Regions from separate parts of the Danio rerio genome. Here regions 2 and 3 are each linked to region 1. The links are chromatin contacts, called in public Hi-C and Micro-C maps. All regions are on one chromosome and are shown on one strand. Each heading gives the region's core, a stretch centred on a gene start, on an enhancer-like site or on the middle of the called end of the contact. The rest is flanking DNA. Distances are from core to core; before and after follow the strand shown. Region 1 holds the start of slc46a2 (solute carrier family 46 member 2). Region 2 overlaps palm2akap2 (PALM2 and AKAP2 fusion). Region 3 has its middle 25 kb from the start of palm2akap2.

The links. Hi-C and Micro-C count contacts between places; a contact is called where the count stands out from the background.
Region 2: a Micro-C map of caudal fin shows a contact between it and region 1, with 4 times the contacts expected there. The contact joins the enhancer-like site here to the promoter of slc46a2 in region 1. A contact is called at or near these places in 3 of 18 Hi-C or Micro-C datasets (caudal fin, hematopoietic stem cells and an unstated tissue) and 1 of 4 datasets of contacts at active chromatin or transcription factors (embryo).
Region 3: a Hi-C map of an unstated tissue shows a contact between it and region 1, with 12 times the contacts expected there. The contact joins the enhancer-like site here to the promoter of slc46a2 in region 1. A contact is called at or near these places in 2 of 18 Hi-C or Micro-C datasets (caudal fin and an unstated tissue) and 1 of 4 datasets of contacts at active chromatin or transcription factors (embryo).

The regions. Positions count from the first base shown.
Region 1 is chr10:5,397,088-5,400,280 of GRCz12tu, reverse strand. It overlaps slc46a2 (solute carrier family 46 member 2), which reads right to left and starts at 1,719. Exons shown (of 4, transcript XM_017357996.3): 1 at 671-1,719. The coding sequence starts at 1,646. It also overlaps a transcript of lyrm7 not described here.
Region 2 is chr10:5,268,034-5,271,494 of GRCz12tu, reverse strand. The region is part of intron 3 of palm2akap2 (PALM2 and AKAP2 fusion); the gene reads right to left. It also overlaps a transcript of lyrm7 not described here and a transcript of plppr1 not described here. Among named protein-coding and RNA genes, the nearest start is that of palm2akap2, 78 kb to the right of the region's middle. Within about 2 kb of position 1,749, at least 12 of the 62 cell types and tissues checked have an H3K27ac peak or open chromatin away from gene starts, as enhancers often do.
Region 3 is chr10:5,165,630-5,169,058 of GRCz12tu, reverse strand. It overlaps a transcript of lyrm7 not described here and a transcript of plppr1 not described here. Among named protein-coding and RNA genes, the nearest start is that of palm2akap2, 25 kb to the left of the region's middle. Within about 2 kb of position 1,633, at least 6 of the 62 cell types and tissues checked have an H3K27ac peak or open chromatin away from gene starts, as enhancers often do.

The sequences.
Region 1 (3,193 bases), core at 470-2,969:
TTGAAGAATATTTAGTCAAATATTATTTACTTTCATCTTGGCAAAGATAAAATAAATCAGTTATTAGAGACGAGTTATTAAAACTATTATGTTTAGAAATGTGTTGAAAAAATCTCTTTATTAAACCGAAATTGGGGGGAAAATAATTCAGGGGGGCTAATAATTCTTACTTAAACTCTACACTAAAAAATCCACACAACTGATTTGTGTTGAAACAACATGAAGGAATTAAGTTATCTTATAATTTTTTTATAGAATTTAAGTTAATTGAACGCAAAACAATTAAGTTTTCCTCCTAAAACCTCAAAAATTGTTTTTATTTTTTAGCTCATTTTAAATAAGTAGTTTGAACTAACAGCAGACATATTTTTGGAGTGTATGCTCTCTGGTCTGTTTTGGACACAAGTACGCTTGCAAAAGGGTTAATTAAGCATAATTCATTCATTCATTCTTTTTTTTGTCGGCTTAGTCCCTTTATTAATCTGGGGTCGCCACCGCGGAATGAACCGCCAACTGATTCCAGCAAGTTTTTACGCAGCGGATGCCCTTCCAGCCGCAACCCATCTCTGGGAAGTAATTAAGCATCAAGTAAAACTAAATAAAATATTTGTTTAAATTATTTTATTTATTAATTTAATTTATATTTAATTATTTAATTTTAATTACTTACCCAAAAAGTACATTGGAGTTGTGGTCACAAATGCCATGAAGTAGATCCCAGTCGCGAAAGACACCATGCCTACCATGATCATGCTCTCGTCCCTTAGAGACAATCTCGTGAACATCTTCACCCCCAAAAAGCTAGTGATAAAGAGGAGGGACCCCGCCGCGTTCCCGTACCCCACCAGCGTCGCGCCCCAGTTCAGCGGCTCTTTGAGCACGTACGCCGCCAGCATCTCCATCCCTCCGGCCACTGCGATATCGTACAGAATCCCACTGACGAACAGCAAAGCGATGTTGATTTTATCCCGGGCCTCGTGGTTGATGATGCCAAAACTTTCCCGGCGCTCCAGCCGATCTCCAAGCACCGCCGGAGGACCCACGCGCAGGAAAGTCGCCGCGTAAAGCAGGCATAAAAGATACAGGACCACACTAGAACCGGATAAAATGACCCCTTGCTTGAGATTAACTGTATAGAGGGCGAATAAGTGACCAGAAGCCAAACTCCCGATGAAGCCGGCGATTCCGTACACCAGCTCGGTCATCATGATGCTCACGGAGCGCTCCTCCTCCCCAGAGCTGACAGACACCAGCGCCATCACACCGGCCCAGTAGGACGCGAATCCCCCGCACAGTCCGTGGATCACCGGCACCGCGTACAGCACCTGGAGAGGCCAATCAAAAGCGACATCCAACAGCAGCAACCCTCTGGACAGAAAGTAGCCGACCAGTGGAACGACTATCGGCACTTTCCTGTAACCCCTGTCTCCGACTTTAGCCAGGAGGATCGCGGGCAGAAACGGCATGAACTTGGCAATCATATTATAGGTCATGTTGAAGTTGGTGATGGCTTTCTGCTGGCCGTCTGAGTCCGTGGCGTTTGCGCATCGCTCTTTGACGACCATTTGGAGAGCGGTGTCAAAAAACGAGCTGGCCACCTGGGCGCTGAAGACCAGAGGAGCGATGTATTTTCGACAGGTAACCATGATCGATGTGGACTTATTAAAGGCAAACAGAACGGAGTCGACTGTTTACTGTGCCCATACGCGTCATTCTGCTATGGGGAAGTTGCGGGCTGAAATACTTTCAGTGGTTCGTCATGTTTCAGCGGTCAAGGATACACAAACAAACGACACTGCTGCTGATTAAGTTAAAAGGACGCACACAGATTTGTTGACTGAATGTCAGCAGATTAAATTGGCTAGCGTATATGCGTTTTTTTAAAATGTAGAAACTTTTATAAAATTATATACTGTAAATCGAAATCCCCGAAGTGACGCAACCTGCTTGCCTGGTTTAGGAACTAGTCAAACAGGATCTTAAGAAAAAGCAGTGATCTAATTTCACGTCATGATGATGCTCTGTCGTAAAGAGATCTTAAAGTCTTTTGTAAAGACATGATTCACATGAAAATATTAATTTATTTTGACCTACATGAATTATTATTATTATAATAATAATTATTATTATTTTAGTCATTAATAGCCTTATTTCCATGATTTTTAATTCACCCAATTGATTCTAAATCAAATCTTTTATTTTAGTTTATTTTAATTTAGCTATTTAATCAGATTACACTTTCTAAAAATTATTCATTGTTTAATGTATAATTGTTTTCTAATGAATACAAATTTATAGCCTACAAATGTTATACAGTATACACATTTGTGTTTCTTTAAATATGTTCATTCATTCATTCATTCATTCATTCATTCATTCATTCATTCATTCATTCATTTTCTTTTTGGCTTAGCCCTTTGTTTGGTTTTTAAAAAGGTTTAATCTGGATAAAATTGATCCGGATTTAGTATTTTTTTATTGCAATCCGTGATCATGTAATCCAGCTTACTGTTTGAGCCAGTTTTTCAAAGCAACATCGCATTGGATCAATCTGATCCATATAAGAACTTTTCAGGATCACTAAATCTTGATGCAGTGCTCAAACAGCTGGGAAATCACAATGTAGAACTAAAGAGCAACACGTAGATTAACCAGTGTGGGGTAAATATAAGTTTATTTTTATTTAAAATGAAAACACACATTTAAAAAAAACAAGAAAAACCCCACCCCATCCTCCTCCAGCAGTCGGCTCATCTGAGACCTACAACACAAACACTGCACATTGAGGGTATTCATAACAGGCTTCAAACATAGATGTATTTAATTAAATAAAAGACAAAGTTAAAAACTCCACAGTAATTTCAGACTTCCTCATCTGATGTGGAGAGATCAGCTTGTCTGATAGAGGTCAAGTTGGTTTCATATATTCAGACATTCTCATAGAAATTCTAAATAGGGAAATTATATTAGCAGCAAATGACTATCAAAGTACAACATTGTTCACGGTGAATTAGATTGTGTTAATGTTGTTTAGAAGTCATATTTGCATGCTAATTCCGATCGAATATTCAAGGTAAAATGGTAAACAATATAAAGACTGCTAAATGAATGAATGTGCAAATATAAAGCCAACTTTACCTTTATGCTTGTCTGAGGCGGATCTCAAGTCTGGTGGTTTGCTCAGTGTCAGTTG
Region 2 (3,461 bases), core at 500-2,999, 130 kb after region 1:
CATGTTCATCCATGTTCTTCATTTATTTGTTTATAGTGTAAGATTTTAAACTTACAGTTGAAACCACAAGTTTACACACACTCTAAAAAAAGGAACATAACCATTAAAAAAATGTCTGATGGTAAATCATACTATTTCTGATTTATGAATTTACTATTTTAGATCCTTTAGGATTACCTAAATTATTCACTTTGCTAATTGCCAGAATAATGAGATTTTTTTTTGAGAATTTTTTATTAATTTCCAGTCAAAAGTTTACACACATTTTCTTGGTATTTTTAGCTTTGCTTTTAAACTGTATAACTTTGGTAAAATGTTTTGGGTATCCTTCCACAAGCTTCTCACAATAGTTTGAAGGAATTTTGGTCAATTCCTCCTGACAGAATTGGTGTAACTGAGTCAGATTGCTCGCACAAGCTTTTTCAACTCTGCCCACAAATGTTCTATAGGATTGAGATCAGGGCTTTGTGATGGCCACTCCAACACATTCACTCTGTTGTCCTTAAAGCACATTTTAACTAATTTGGCAGTATGCTTAGGGTCATGGTCTGTTTGGAAGACCCATTTGTGGCCAAGTTTTAATTTCCTGGCTGATGTCTTGAGATGTTGCTTCAGTATTTCTACATAATGTTCTTTCTTCATGATGCCATCTATGCTGTGAAGTGGACCAGTCCCTCCTGCAGCAAAACAGCCCCACAACATGATGCTGCCGCCCCCATACTTCACAGTTGGGATGGCGTTCCTAGGCTTGTAAGCTTTCCCCTTTGTCCTACAAATGTAACACTGGTCATTATGGCCAAACAGTTCAATCTCAGCAGACCACAGGACATGTCTCCAAAAATTATTCTTCTTCCCAGTGCAAACTGTAATCTGGCTTTGTTGTTGATTCTGGCTTGTTGATTTTCCCATGTTGTCACACAGGGAAGCAGTGTGTTTGAGGTTTTCTTTAAATACTATTCGACAGTTGTGCCTCCAATTAACTCAAATGTTGTCAATTAGCCAATCAGAAACTTCCAAAACCTTGACACCATCATCTGAGCTTTTTCAGAGGTATAATAATCTTATTGTATGTAAACTTGGCTGTCAAGAAAAGTTATAACAATTTCTCAAAAAATCTCTCTCTCTCAATATTCTGCTATTAAGTATAACAGAAACTAATGTGATAATCCTAACTTACCCAAAAGAGAAAACGTTTAGTTACATTAACATCTGACTTTTTTAAATGGTTAATGTGCCTTTTTATACAGTGTATGTAAACTTCTGGTTTCAACTGTACATTTAGATAATTGTGATAAATAATTGTGAGATTGAATATCTCACTCTATTTTAGTCATTACACAGATATTTCTCCCAGAATGAGATCACTTTTTAGCATTTTATTTTATTTTTAGTAGCAGAACATTCCAAAAAAAAAAAAAAAAACAGCAGATCAGGTGTTTTTTCCAACATTTTACCTGATGTATTTTCAACCCTTCTTTTTTGAGTTACTTTGAGAAACCAGAAATCTTTCCTTTAATTAAAAATGACATTACAATCCACCTAAACAAAGTTCACACGCTGCCACACGTTGATCCGCTCGCAGTCATCCATTATGTTTGTACACACAGAAAGCACATGTCCTCTTGCAAAAGGATTTTTTTTTCGTCAGGAATCGTGGGAAGGCTCTTTCTCTTTTGTTATTATAGACCACGTAACCTCAGTGAAGTGAACAATGGCAGGAAACGGCGCTGGGCGTCGAGGCAGAGCGGCTTCCACATCGACTGCCAGCATTCAGAATGAGTGAGAATGGAGTCCGCTGGGAACGGTGGAATATGCACGGGTTAATGGACACTGAAGGGATGTGTCTCATTCATTTCCAGAAGCCGAGTACACGACTCTGCATTCCTCACACTGATTTCACTCAATGACCAGCACATCTGTACGGCCCAAACTTGATAGTAATATGAAAACAGGAAATCTGGTTTTATGTTTCTGTTTTCATTCAGGGGGAACACTTGTGTTTCTTCATGGGACTGCTAAATTTATATACAGTGCTCAGCATATATAAGTACACCCCTCACACATCTCTCTTTTAAATTCATGTTTTTAATAAGAAGCTCTACAGCACAGGTGTCAAACTCAGTTCCAAAAGGGCCGCAGCTCTGCACAGTTTAGTTCCAACCCTAATTAAACACACCTGATCAAACTAATTGAGTCCTTCAGGCTTGTTTGAAACCTACAGGTCAGTGTGTTGGAGGGTTGGAACTAAACTCTGCAGGGCTTCGGCCCTCCAGTAATTGAGTTTGACACCCCTGCTCTACAAAATCATATCTGTGCATGTACATTAGATTAATCAATACTAAAGCCAAATCTTTGCATTGACTTAACATGTAAATCACTCACGCTTGATGCTTCATCCGCATCTGCACTGTAAAATTTTTTTCCAGATTTTCATAACGTCACTGTAATTTTTCACAGTAAATTACATTATATCTAATAAATTCTCGAGACATACTAGTTACGTAAACGCACTAAATCGCACTTCAGCAGCGTTTATTTGAGAGCGCACAAGAAGATCTGTGCTTGAGCCGCTTATATTTGAGGGGCGTGCAAGAAGTTTTGTGCATGTTCAGAGGAAATCAGCGAGCAAGCAGAGATTTGCATGCTTGTAGGCTATTATATAAATGCCATCTTGACATCTAATACTGCGCTTACGACATTTGTCATTGAAATAACACCACAGGTAATTGATAGATCTGTGTTAAAAAAAAGGCTACAGCTGGAAATAATCCAAGATGAAACACCTTATTTAAATAATTTATAGCTTATAATCATATATTTACTACTGTAGAGAAACTAGGAAGTCTGCAAGAAGTGAATGTGGGTAGTTGAAGTGATATGCTAATGGTCTAATCCGATTCAATTAATTATGCTAAGCTAAGCTAAACTAAATTCATTTGTTGTATATTTTTAAAAAATGGTCAAATTCAACTATTTAACTCTATGGTGACTTAAAAAACAGAAGCTAATTTTACGTGTAGTGTTCTTTTAAGCGAAGAGTATTCTAAATCACAATATTAATAATAATACACTGCAAAAAATATTGATGCTCAAAATTTTTTTAGTTGAATCACATTAACTTAATCTCAACTTTCATAAATTAAACTGACTAAAATATTAAGTTTGTGTAAAAAATGTATTTGTAATTCATTCATTCATTTACTTTTCAGCTTAGTCCCTTTATTAACCTGAGATCAGCACAGCGGTATGAACCGCCAACTTATTCAGCTTAGGTTTTACGCAGCGGATGCCCTTCCAGCTGCAACCCATCACTGGCAAACATCCATTCACACTCGTTCACACACATACACTATACAGACAATTTAGCCTACAATTTAGAAACCCACTCTAACACAGGGAGAACATGCAAACTTCATGTTACTTCATGTGAACTTCACCCAATTCACCTGTACCACATGTCT
Region 3 (3,429 bases), core at 384-2,883, 230 kb after region 1:
ACCTATGTGATACTACGCCCTCTAGCCTTTAAAAAGTAAACTGCTTCAACTCTTCGGTGCAGGTTAATGCATTGTGAAACGTCATGGATAAGCAGGTTATGGCTTAATAAAAAGTAAATAAAAACATGAAAAAGTAAATGAACAAAATGCACTTTCTATCATATACTGTATGTATCACACAAATTTACATGACTTGATATTTGGACAACGTTATTTCATGTGTATGCTGTTAGCATCAGTTGGTAGTTGATATCCTGAAAAAATAATTAGTCTTTAACTATAAATAATTATATAGATATGGGTTAAAAATATTATAAAAATAATAATATGGGTTTAAAACAACATGTGATGAGTGAATGATTACAGAACTTTATTTGTTTATGTTTTTAAAACTAATTATTCTAATTAGCATGGAAAATTGCTGAACATAACATAAGAATACTCTTAAATGAAACTATATATTTTAAACCGCAAAAGCATGCAATATGGTTTCTAAAATAACCCAATTTTAACTTAAGTATCACAATAGGATACATTTGGACTGTTAAAAGCAGCATTCATGATTTATGTGATATTGCGTACTTGACATACAGTTGAAGGCAGAATTATTAGCCCCCCTGTTTATTTTTTTTCTCCAATTTCTGTTTAACGGAGAGCAGATTTTCTCAACAAATTTTTAAACATAAAAGTTTTATTAACTAATCTCTAATAACTGGTTTCTTTTATCTTTGTCATGATGACAGTAAATAATATTTTACTAGATATTTTTAAGGCACTTCTATACAGATTAAAGTGACATTTAAAGGCTTAAATATGTTAATTAGGTTAACTAGGTTAGTTAGGGTAATTAGGCAAGTTATTGTATAACAGTGTTTTTTTCTGTAGACTATTAAAAAAATAAATAGCTTAAAGGGGCTAATAATTTTGACCTTAAAATGGTTCTTAAAAAAATTAAAACTGCTTTTATTCTAGCCGAAATAAAACAAATAAGACTTTCTCCAGAAGGAAAAATATTATCAGACATACTGTGAAAATTTCCTTGCTCTGTTGAACATCATTTTGGAAATATTTAAAAAAGAACAAGAATAATAACTAATAACTTGAACTGTACATATGATTCGAACCGAAAACAAAGAAAACAACGCAATCAAGTGAAGCAGAAGTTTAAAAAATCAATAATAAAATCATTGTTATAATAATTATAATTAAAGATCTAACCACAGTGAGATGAATAAAGCAGTCACCAATCTACTCACTTTCTTCAGATCTGCAGCATAAACTAGCATCTGTTGTTTGGTTACTCGATCCTCTGCATTCCTGCGACGCCTGACGGTCAAAAGTGTGCCCAGCAAGAGGCGCAGCACTGATTTCAGGTCTGCTCTGTTGAACCATGAGCATCTGCTGTACCCTCTACCATTCATTAAATAGGGTTTGTGTACAGTATTAGCAGATTTTAAGTCCTTTTAGCTGGATCTGTCCCTCATATTTACTACACATCACAGTACAAAAACACTCAGACAAAGAATCCTGAACAGCATTAAAAAGCGTAGAAGTGGGCGTAAAGGACAAGGCCATTTATGTACGTGACGGAGCCGCAGAAATCACACACTCGTACAATGTTCGCTTTGTTGACGCTCTTTCTGGTATTTGTCCGTGAAGGGGCTTTCAGTTGCCACCGTTTGCACTGTCACCTCATCAGTCAACTATTTAAGGTCATTTGGGACAGAGTTTGTACAGACTACTAAAGCTAAAACCACGTTTGCTATTTAAAACAAACAATAAGAAAAACATCTGTGTTTACTTCATGCTGTTTCAATCTTCAGAACACAAATAAGATGTTTTAGATCAGTTGTTCCCAACCTTTTTTTTTTTTTTTGCCTGAGACCCCCTTTTTTTCTGGAAAATATTGTAAGGCCCCCCTGCACATTTAATGATATAATCACTAAATGGCGTTTCTGTGTGGAGTTTGCATGTTCTCCCTGCGTTCGCGTGGGTTTCCTCCGGGTGCCTCTGATCCCCAGAGATGGGTTGCGGCTGGAAGGGCATCCGCTGCATAAAAATGTGCTGGATAAGTTGGCGGTTCATTCCGCTGTGGCGACCCCGGATTAATAAAGGCAAGACAAGAAAATGAATGAATTATACAAACGTAAATTGTCATGAATAGACTAAAAAAGTTTATGATGAAGAAGGCATGAAGGCATTGGTTTTCATATTCATGTAGAAAATAATAATGTTTAAAATATTTTAGCAAGTGAAATAAAAGAGTACGATTTTATATTAGATTTTATAGTAAAATATTTTGCTAGTCTATTGCGAAGTCTATTTTAGTTCCTTAATATAGCAATGTACCAACAATGCGCCTTAACACACCTCTTTTCTAAAACAAAACACCCATGAGTCCTCAAAGTGCCGCAAATGGATTTGCTATGTAAACAACGTGTCAGAAAACGAGTAAATTAGGTTTGCGTTGGTCTGAAAATAGCAACACATCAAGGAAATACGTCCTATGTCTTATTGCGCCGGGTGTATGAAAGGGCCTCTAGAGTTCATAATGCTTAAGAAAAAAAAAGGTTATAGATGCTTAAGTATTGTAAAAAACAAATTGCACCATACTAAACATTTTATTATGTCATAAACAATTACAGACATGGACAAATTATTGCCACCCTTCCATTAAAGAAAGAACAGATTGAACGTCAGATTGTTCTTATGAATTGTTGTTCAAAAGAAGCATTTTAAAAAAGGCAAACTCATAAAAATGGCTTGGGGAAAAATGGAAAGGTAGTAAAAATTGTATCTACTTCTGTTCTAGATGTTAGTTCTAAATCAATAAAGAAAAATAAATAGTTTAAAACCATAATTAGACAGGAATAAATGACTACACATTTGGTCTATCTTTGGACTATTGTAATAAAGAATAAGTACATTGTAACATAAATATAAGTACATTGTAATATAAATATAAGTACATTGTAATATAAATATAAGTACATTGTAATATAAATATAAGTACATTGTAATATAAATATAAGTACATTGTAATATAAATATAAGTACATCGTATTATAAATATAAGTACATTGTAATATAAATATAAGTACATTGTAATATAAATATAAGTACATCGTAATATAAATATAAGTACATTGTAATATAAATATAAGTACATTGTAATATGTAACAGTTGTGATGCCAGAAATATTACAGTAAGTGTACAGTATAAATATAGCTTTCTTATATCTGTAATCTCGGATGATATAGTAGGTGTGAGCTGAAACTTTTGACACATATTCCAATTTTCGCTTTTAAACACACAAAAACATTCAAAAAAAGTTGGAACAGTTTACCACTTTTCACAACACTTAAAAGGCCTTAAGGAACAGAAGAGTGTTTCAGGTGTAATTTTGTCCCATTCTTCCTGCAAACAAG